Regions from separate parts of the Pan troglodytes genome. Here region 1 is linked to region 2. A link is a contact called in public HiChIP or PLAC-seq data. All regions are on one chromosome and are shown on one strand. Each heading gives the region's core, a stretch centred on a gene start, on an enhancer-like site or on the middle of the called end of the contact. The rest is flanking DNA. Distances are from core to core; before and after follow the strand shown.

Evidence for each region. HiChIP or PLAC-seq counts read pairs in DNA pulled down with a chosen protein or histone mark.
Region 1: an H3K4me3 HiChIP or PLAC-seq map of stem cell-derived excitatory neurons shows a contact between it and region 2, with 3 times the contacts expected there. The contact joins two enhancer-like sites. A contact is called at or near these places in 1 of 7 Hi-C or Micro-C datasets (stem cell-derived neural progenitor cells) and 1 of 1 datasets of contacts at active chromatin or transcription factors (stem cell-derived excitatory neurons).

Annotation. Positions count from the first base shown.
Region 1 is chr10:19,834,147-19,837,863 of NHGRI_mPanTro3-v2.0_pri, forward strand. It overlaps GPR19 (G protein-coupled receptor 19), which reads right to left. Exons shown (of 3, transcript XM_016922989.4): 2 at 726-882. Among named protein-coding and RNA genes, the nearest start is that of GPR19, 24 kb to the right of the region's middle. Within about 2 kb of position 1,820, at least 16 of the 24 cell types and tissues checked have an H3K27ac peak or open chromatin away from gene starts, as enhancers often do. A contact at or near this core is called in stem cell-derived excitatory neurons and stem cell-derived neural progenitor cells, where this site is marked.
Region 2 is chr10:19,532,942-19,537,006 of NHGRI_mPanTro3-v2.0_pri, forward strand. The region is part of intron 2 of BORCS5 (BLOC-1 related complex subunit 5); the gene reads left to right. Among named protein-coding and RNA genes, the nearest start is that of BORCS5, 29 kb to the left of the region's middle. Within about 2 kb of position 1,625, at least 6 of the 24 cell types and tissues checked have an H3K27ac peak or open chromatin away from gene starts, as enhancers often do. A contact at or near this core is called in stem cell-derived excitatory neurons and stem cell-derived neural progenitor cells, where this site is marked.

The DNA of each region.
Region 1 (3,717 bases), core at 570-3,069, 300 kb after region 2:
CTTGCACATTAGAAAGAACTTTCTTAAGTATTTGTTAAATAAAGACAAAATAAAATTTAAAGGGGCTCCTCTCTTTGTGCTGAAAATAGTCAAAGACATGAAAATTTGAGTTCACGGCTGATTATTTTAGCCTGTAACTTTGGTAGATTCCTTTGAGAACTTCCCCAGGGTCTTGTTGCTAGCAATTCTACAAGATGTGAAATTCTGTGGCAGTCTACTGTCCTAAATCAGAGCTGGGAACAATCACAAGCACCCCTGGTTCCAGGAACATCAGAAGGAAGATGATCGCACAGCACAAAGGAACAGCACGCCTGCCCACTTCAGCTCCCCAAGCCACTGCCTCTGGGAACATGGGCATAGAATAAGCAGCTGAAAAGGGATGAAACAGCTTTTATTGCAGTGATGATGAAACCTAGTTGGTTTCGGTAATTTTTTTCCCCTCTTTCCAGGATTCAAGGGGAAAAAATCCTTTTCATCAATGAGTGCTTTGTTTCATTAATTATCACTATACACAATTTCCATCCAATTTTTCAACTGACACATACTCTGGTGAATTTTCATTTTACAGAACTACCTAGGCATATTTTCTGGACTGGTAACAAACCTAAAGCCTCTAACTGGCATCTAAGGCAGGACAAAATCTCCAAATTGCCTGGAAAAAAAGAAGGCATTATGTCCTCTGAGCCAAATTTCAGTCGCAATACCAAGGGATCCCTATCACATACCTTCATCCGGACTTGATTTCAGAGACGTTCTCTTTAGATCTTCTTGGTCAGGAATAGCCCTTGCATAGGAGTTTGGAGAATGCCATAAACCACCAGGAAAGCCTGGAAACACATTCATTTCTGTCCTCTGCCTTCCCCTTGGCTCACAGCCTGCTTCCTGTTAGGGAGACAAGATGACGCTGTGCAGGGTAGACTGTTAAACCATCTTCCCGCCCCCAGCCCCACTCTCTTGTTGCCCCTCCCTTCTCCTTTCCAAGGCTCTGGAATGTGTCACATGGGAAATGGATCATGTGGCTGAAGGGGAGAATGTGGCCATCTTCTCCCTCCCTTCCCCCACTTTTCCTTTCAGGAGCAAAGCAGCAGAAATCTCTGTCTTGATTGGCTCAGACCAAAAATCTCCATATGAAAAGGGGAAGATTCAATCACCCAAACCTCCTTCCTTCTCTGTTTTCTTTTTTTTCTATCTGAAGATTTATCTTGACCATTCAGAGTTGCTCAGTATGGGAGATAAATGATGCTTTCTTAACCTCAACCCCTCTCTTTCTTTCTTACAGTCAGTATCCTGACCTGGCAAGGTGTTCCTTAACCTCCCCTCTGGATCCCCCTTAGCACACATATGGGACAATGGAGCGTTCAGCACCACGGACAGCATTACACCCTCTTCAAGTGCTTGTTAAAGCCATTTGTCTATTTCACTCTCAAGTAAATAAAAATATTTTTTAAAATTTCCCTGAGGTCCTGTGCCTAAACATAAACCACACCATATGTTTAGGGCTCTGACTTCCCCTACTATCAGCTTACTGTTACCTTATAAACACAAACATAATTTTCAAATTTCCTTAAACCCAAAAGACCATCCCATACCTACCTCCCTGTCTCCATCCCATCACCCATCCTCACTCTTTAAATATGGTCTTTTTTTTTTTTTGTGGGGGGGAGGGAGATTCCTGTAACATAGTTTACTGCATGCCCAAATATCTATGCTTATGGGGAAAACCACAGAAACACATAGGAATTCTGGGGTGTACAAGTCTAGATGTCATTAGCCCCATCCCTAGGCCTCAGGCAGGGCTGAACTGGAGAGGCAGGGAGGGAGCCTGCTTGGAGCTGTTTTGTGCAGGGTCTATCCTGCTTTGCTGACGTCCTAGTTGCCATGGTGCTAGGTAACTGCTGAAGAGGATGATTTCTTTTAAAACCGGTCACCATGGGAGCCTGCTGACTAAAGAAAGGAAGAGGGAGAAGGACTGAATTGCTGAGGAGGGATTTAAACAGCATTCCCAGAGCCAAATTGGATTGCTGTCAGTCCTAAATCTTGAAAGGAATCTAGGAATTAGTATGGACACTGCAATAGTTACTCTCCCCATCCTCCACTGCTTCTTTCCTTAAAAATCTAGTTAGGTGCAACTGAATGAAAATTCCAGCTTCACAGATTGACCCTGAAGTGCCATCACAGGGTGGTGGAAAGAACTCAAGAAATCGATTTCTCCTCAGGTTAGAATATCTGACTTTTGGGAAGCCATTATCTAAGTCCTAACAGCCTTAATTGGGAGATACTTTAGAGCCACACCTGACTGTCGATGCTAGGAACAATGTGTGGATTCTTTATAACACTATGGAAGAAAAGACAATTTTTTAAATGTGAGTTGTCAAATTATTTTAAATAAATACAAATTTTATTAATACTTGGATAGCATTTGGATTACTCCAAGTCAGAAATATAAACTGGCTATACATTTGTCTCATAACACTGGCATATAACTTGTTGTTTCTAACTCAGAATCCTAACCAAGGCAATTCAGAATATTTATTTTTTGAAAGACGAATGCTGACTTGCAATGTGTAGAAATGAAAACTTTGTAAGCAAAGAGGTGGCACAAGGAAGCTGGAGTATAATTTTCAAGAAACTGAAGGTCCTTCCTGGATCAACATCCTCATCGTATTTTCTACTTTTATTTTAGGAGAAGTGAGGTTAATTCTAGTTTTTCTATGTAAGACTCAGAGAAATTCAACTGTTAATTTTAACACTTGACATTTTAAGAAAATTCATTTATCAAAAAAGTTAGATATTGAAGAAATTCTTTGAGTCAGCAGGTTGGTGACTTGGATATCATCTCCTCTCTTAGTCAAGAATAATTACAACAATAAGAACAACTAATATTTAACATGTGCCAGGTGTTTACATACATTATGTCATTTAATCCTATCAACCCAACAAGATGAGTACTATTACTGGCATTTCTGTTTTACCGATGAAGAAATGGAGGCTTGGGGGAATAAGTAATGTGCCCAAAGCTGCATAGTGTGGGAGCTAGGATTTGGAACCACTGACTCAGCCTCCAGAGCAGGCATAGTGTACTATGCTATTCTGCATCATGCATAGTAGACTAGATTAAAATAACTGGTCAATTTAATGTGTTGTGACTTACTACTATGGCCCCTTGACATAAGAAATCACAAAGATTGCTTTAAATTATTTGAGACAAAAAAAATCACCAACATATTTATTCCTTCCAGGATGACTGCATGTATATATTATGGCTTAATGATATTTAAAATCATCTTGTAAGGAGTCATAACCCAAAATTTTATTAAGGATGGTCATAAAACATGTTACATAATATACTAATTCTGCTTAAAATATATTGCCAAAGTTATAATCACCAAATTTACTTTTGACATTGGAAGAAGATAAAGAAACAGTTGTCTTCCATCCAAATGCACAAAATTCCACAATACTTGTGCAACTGGGGTAATATTTTGAACATGAGTAATGTGATCTTCTCATCTGCCTGGGGAATCCATTTGCCTTGGAGATAGTGTTTTGGCACTGTTTAGATGTTACAAAAGGAATGGAAAAAAAGAAATTAATATTTGGCTTCTGAAATTCAAAATAGAAACAAGACAATAGGCTTGAAATCCAGGCTATTGTTTTGAAAGCCAGTCTCTAAATTCCTTTATTTCTGCCCTTAGCTTGTCATCAACCAAACCTGGA
Region 2 (4,065 bases), core at 375-2,874:
TTACAAATTCACTAGCAGATTTTCTCAGTTTTTGTTTATCTAGGAATGTCTTTATTTTGTCTTTTTTTTGAGGGATAAATTTGATTGAAATGGAATTTTTGGTTGACAATTTTTTTCCCCCAGCACTTTATATATGCCATTCTACTCTCTTCTAGCCTCCATTGTTTCAGACGAGTTGCTTTTCTCTTGCTCATTTCAGGATTTTTTTTCCTTTAGCTTTCCATAGTTTGTGATAAGTCCAAGTTTTGATCTCTTTGTATTTATCCTACTTGGGGCCTTTGAGCTTCTTGAATGTGTGGATTAATATTTTTCATCAGATTTGGTAAGTTTGTCTCTTCTTTCCTTCTGGGATTTCCATTATGCATGTGTTGGCATGTTTGATGTTGTTGCACAGATCTCTAAGGCACTGTTTTATTTTCTTTAATCTTTTCTCTTTGTTCTTTAGCTAATTTCTATTTTCAGGTTCACTGATTCTTTTTCCTGCCATCCCCAAATTGCTATTGAGTTGCCCCAGTGAATTTTTCATTTCCATTATTATACTTTTCAACTCCAAGACTTCTATTTGGTTTCTTATCTTATTTTTAAAAATTTTATGTATGTATGTGTTTGTTTTGTAGAGACAAAGTCTCATTATGTTGCCTGGCTGGTCTCAAACTCCTGGGCTCAAGCAGTGTGCTGACCTTGGCCTCCCAAAGTGCTGGGATTACAGGTGTGAGCCACCGTGCCTGGCCTGCTTTTTAAAATATATATATAATTTTTGTCTCCTTATAGGGAATCTGAATTTGTAGATTCATTGTTATATTTTTCTTTCTTTTATTATGATTTTCTGTAGTTCTGTGAGCTTATAATTGCTTTGAAATTTTTGTCTGCTGTATCTAGTATCTTCAATACTCAGAGGCAATTTCTATTGACTGCATTTTTTTCTTGGGTACGAGTCACACTCCTGTTTCTTTGTAGGTCTTATAATTTTTTTGTTAAGAACTGGGCATTTTAGATAATATAGCAGCTGTGGATTCTGATCCTCCCAAATTGCTGTTGTTACTTTTTTGTCTGTTCATTGCTCTTTGTTTAGTAACATGTTTGTCAAACCTGTGAAATCTTTTTCCTGTGGTTTGTGGCCATTAATGTCTCTACTTTTCCACCCCACACCCTCCTTTTTAAAAGACGACAATCACTTTATTATCTCTCAGATTTCTGTGGGTCAGGGATTCTGGAAGGGCTCAGCTGGGCAGTTCTGACTTTGTTATGCAGCTGCAGTCAGTTGGTGGCTAGAGCTGAAATAACAGGGGCTGGAGCAGCTGGGGGCCGTCTGGGCAGCTCTCTTTATTTGTGTAGTCTCAGGTCCTCTCCATGTGTCTGCTTGCTTTTTAAACTTGCTTATATCTTTACATCTGCTTTCCTAGGGGTTGTCCATATGTCTGCATGGGTTAATAGTCAGTTATTGATCAGAGGTTGTACTTAACCACCTTGATCAGGAAGGCTTCTGTCATCTGTAAATGGCTCTGCGTGGCAGGGTAGCACATTCAAAGTTCAGGCCATTTTCAAATCTTATCTTTTGTTCACTGCTGAACCCTTTCACCTCTCCCCTTGGAATACACACACCCTCAGTGTCAGCTAGGAGCACGTGACTGGTTGCACCCTTTCAGGTCTCTGCTGCAAATGCATACAGCCTTAGCCAGGAATAAGCTTGCCCTGACCACGACCACAACCTCGTGTTAGTATAGCTTTTGGCACTTTCCACTTGCCCATCTCTGAGATAGTCAATTCTACTGATGACACCGCTGGATGTGGATGCTACCTATTCCAAATAAGTCAGCAGCCGCTTCCTGCTAAAGCAGGAAAGCTTCCTGTTCTCATTACCTGTCCCATTCTGGTACAACATCTGCTTCAACTGAGGCAGGAAGGTTGGGAGAAGCCTCACATCTCAATGACACAGATTCTCACTATTTTTACCCAAGTTCTTTTTTTTTTTTGAGATGGAGTCACACTCTGTCACTCAGGCTAGAGTGCGGTGGCACAATCTTGGCTCACTGCAACCTCCACCTCCCAGGTTTAAGCGATTCTTCTGCCTCAGCCTCTGAAGTAGCTGGGACTACAGGAGCACACCACCACGCCTGGCTAATTTTTGTATTTTTAGTAGAGATGGGGTTTCACCATATTGGCTAGGCTGTTCTCAAACTCCTGACCTCGTGATCCGCCTGCCTTGGCCTCCCCAAGTGTTGGGATTACAGGTGTGAGCCGCCACACTTGGCCAAGTTCATTCATTTTTAAGGCATAAATGCTTCTCAAATTTTTATATGCCGTTGGTTGATTTTCCAAACCTCAAAATGGTTTGAATTATGTTTGAATGGTATGAATTATGTTCAGCTTTATAGTTACCTTTTGCAGAGAGGATATGTTGATCTCCTCATTTGGATTTATCAAGAAGTCCCACTTGTCTGTCCATGTGCTTTTTTTTTTGGAGATGGAGTCTCACTCTGTCGCCCAGGCTGGAGTGCAGTGGCGCAGTCTTGGCTCACTGCAACCTCTGCCTCCTGAGTTCAGGCGATTCTTGTACCTCAGTCTCTTGAGTAGCTGCAATTACAGGTGTGTGCCACCATGCCTGGCTAATTTTTGTATTTTTAGTAGAGACAGCATTTCGCCATGTTGGCTAGGCTGGTCATGGACTCCTTGCCTCAAGTGATCCACCTGCCTCGGCCTCCCAAAGTGCTGGGATTACAGATGTGAGCCACTGCACCCGGCCCCCCATTTGCTTTTAATCTAGCTTTTAAAGTAGCCAGCATATAGTTGTCTTGCTGTTTTATATATGTTGAAAATCTGTCTTTTTAATGATACCTTTAACACTCTTAGATTTAGTGTAATTTCAGTGTGGTTGGGTTAAAGTCCACTGTTGCTATTTTTTTTTTATTTGTTCTAGTTCGTTCTCTTTTTTTGAGACAAAGTCTTGCTTTTTCGCCCAGGCTGTAGTGCAGTGGTATGATCTTGGCTCACTGCAACCTCTACCTCCTGGGTTCAAGCAATTCTCCTACCTCAGCCTCCCGAGTAGCTGGGACTACAGGCACGTGCCACCATGCCCGGCTAGTTTTTTGTATTTTTCATAGAGACAGGGCTCCACTATATTGGCCAGGCTGGTCTCAAACTCCTGACCTCAAGTGATCCACCTGCCTCGGCCTCCCAAAGTGCTGGAATTACAGGTGCGAGCCACCATGCCCGGCCTTTGTTCCTGTTCTTTATTCCTTCCTCCCTGCCCACCCATACCTTTTTCTGTCTGCTTTAGGATCGAGTCTTTTTATGTTCCAATATTTGTCTGCACTGTTGGGTTATTATTTTTATGTATGTATATATGTATTTTTTTTCTGGAGTGCAGTGGCACAATCATAGCTCACTGTAGCCTTGAACTCCTGGGCTCAAGTGATCCTCTAGCCTCAGCCTCCTGAATAGCTAAGACTACAGGCAGGTACCACCATGCCCAGCTAATTAAAAAAAATATTTTTTTTAGAAGTGTGGTCTTATTGTGTTGTTAAGACTGGTCTCAAACACCTGGCCTCAAGTCATCCTTTTGCCTCAGCCCCCTGAGTAGTTGGGATTGCAAGCTTGAGCTCTCATGCCTAGCAAGATTCATTATGTGGTTGTATCAATAGTTTGTTCCTTTTATTGTTTCCTTCTTATGGATATACCATAGACTGTCTATCCATTTGCCAGCTGGAGGAATCGGGGTTGTTTCCAGTATTTGGTGATTATAAGTAAAGCCAACATAAGTTTTGTGGCAGTTACAATATATGACGGAATTACTTCCCAAAGGATTTAATAAACTAATTCATAGTAAAAACAATACTATCTGAGCATTTCCATTTCATAATATCCTCTTCAACACTGGGCATTACTTAAGGATTTGTTTTCTCCAAAATGGAAGTATCTTTTATTCTGATCATGAAAGTAACACGTGCTCATGATTTTGTGTCACTCAGCCCTCTGATCCGAAACCTAAATATACTCCATTTTGTCTCTTTTGTTAGAGCGTGACCCCCAGAATTGGCATAGTATTCCAGGTGTGGATTGGATCCA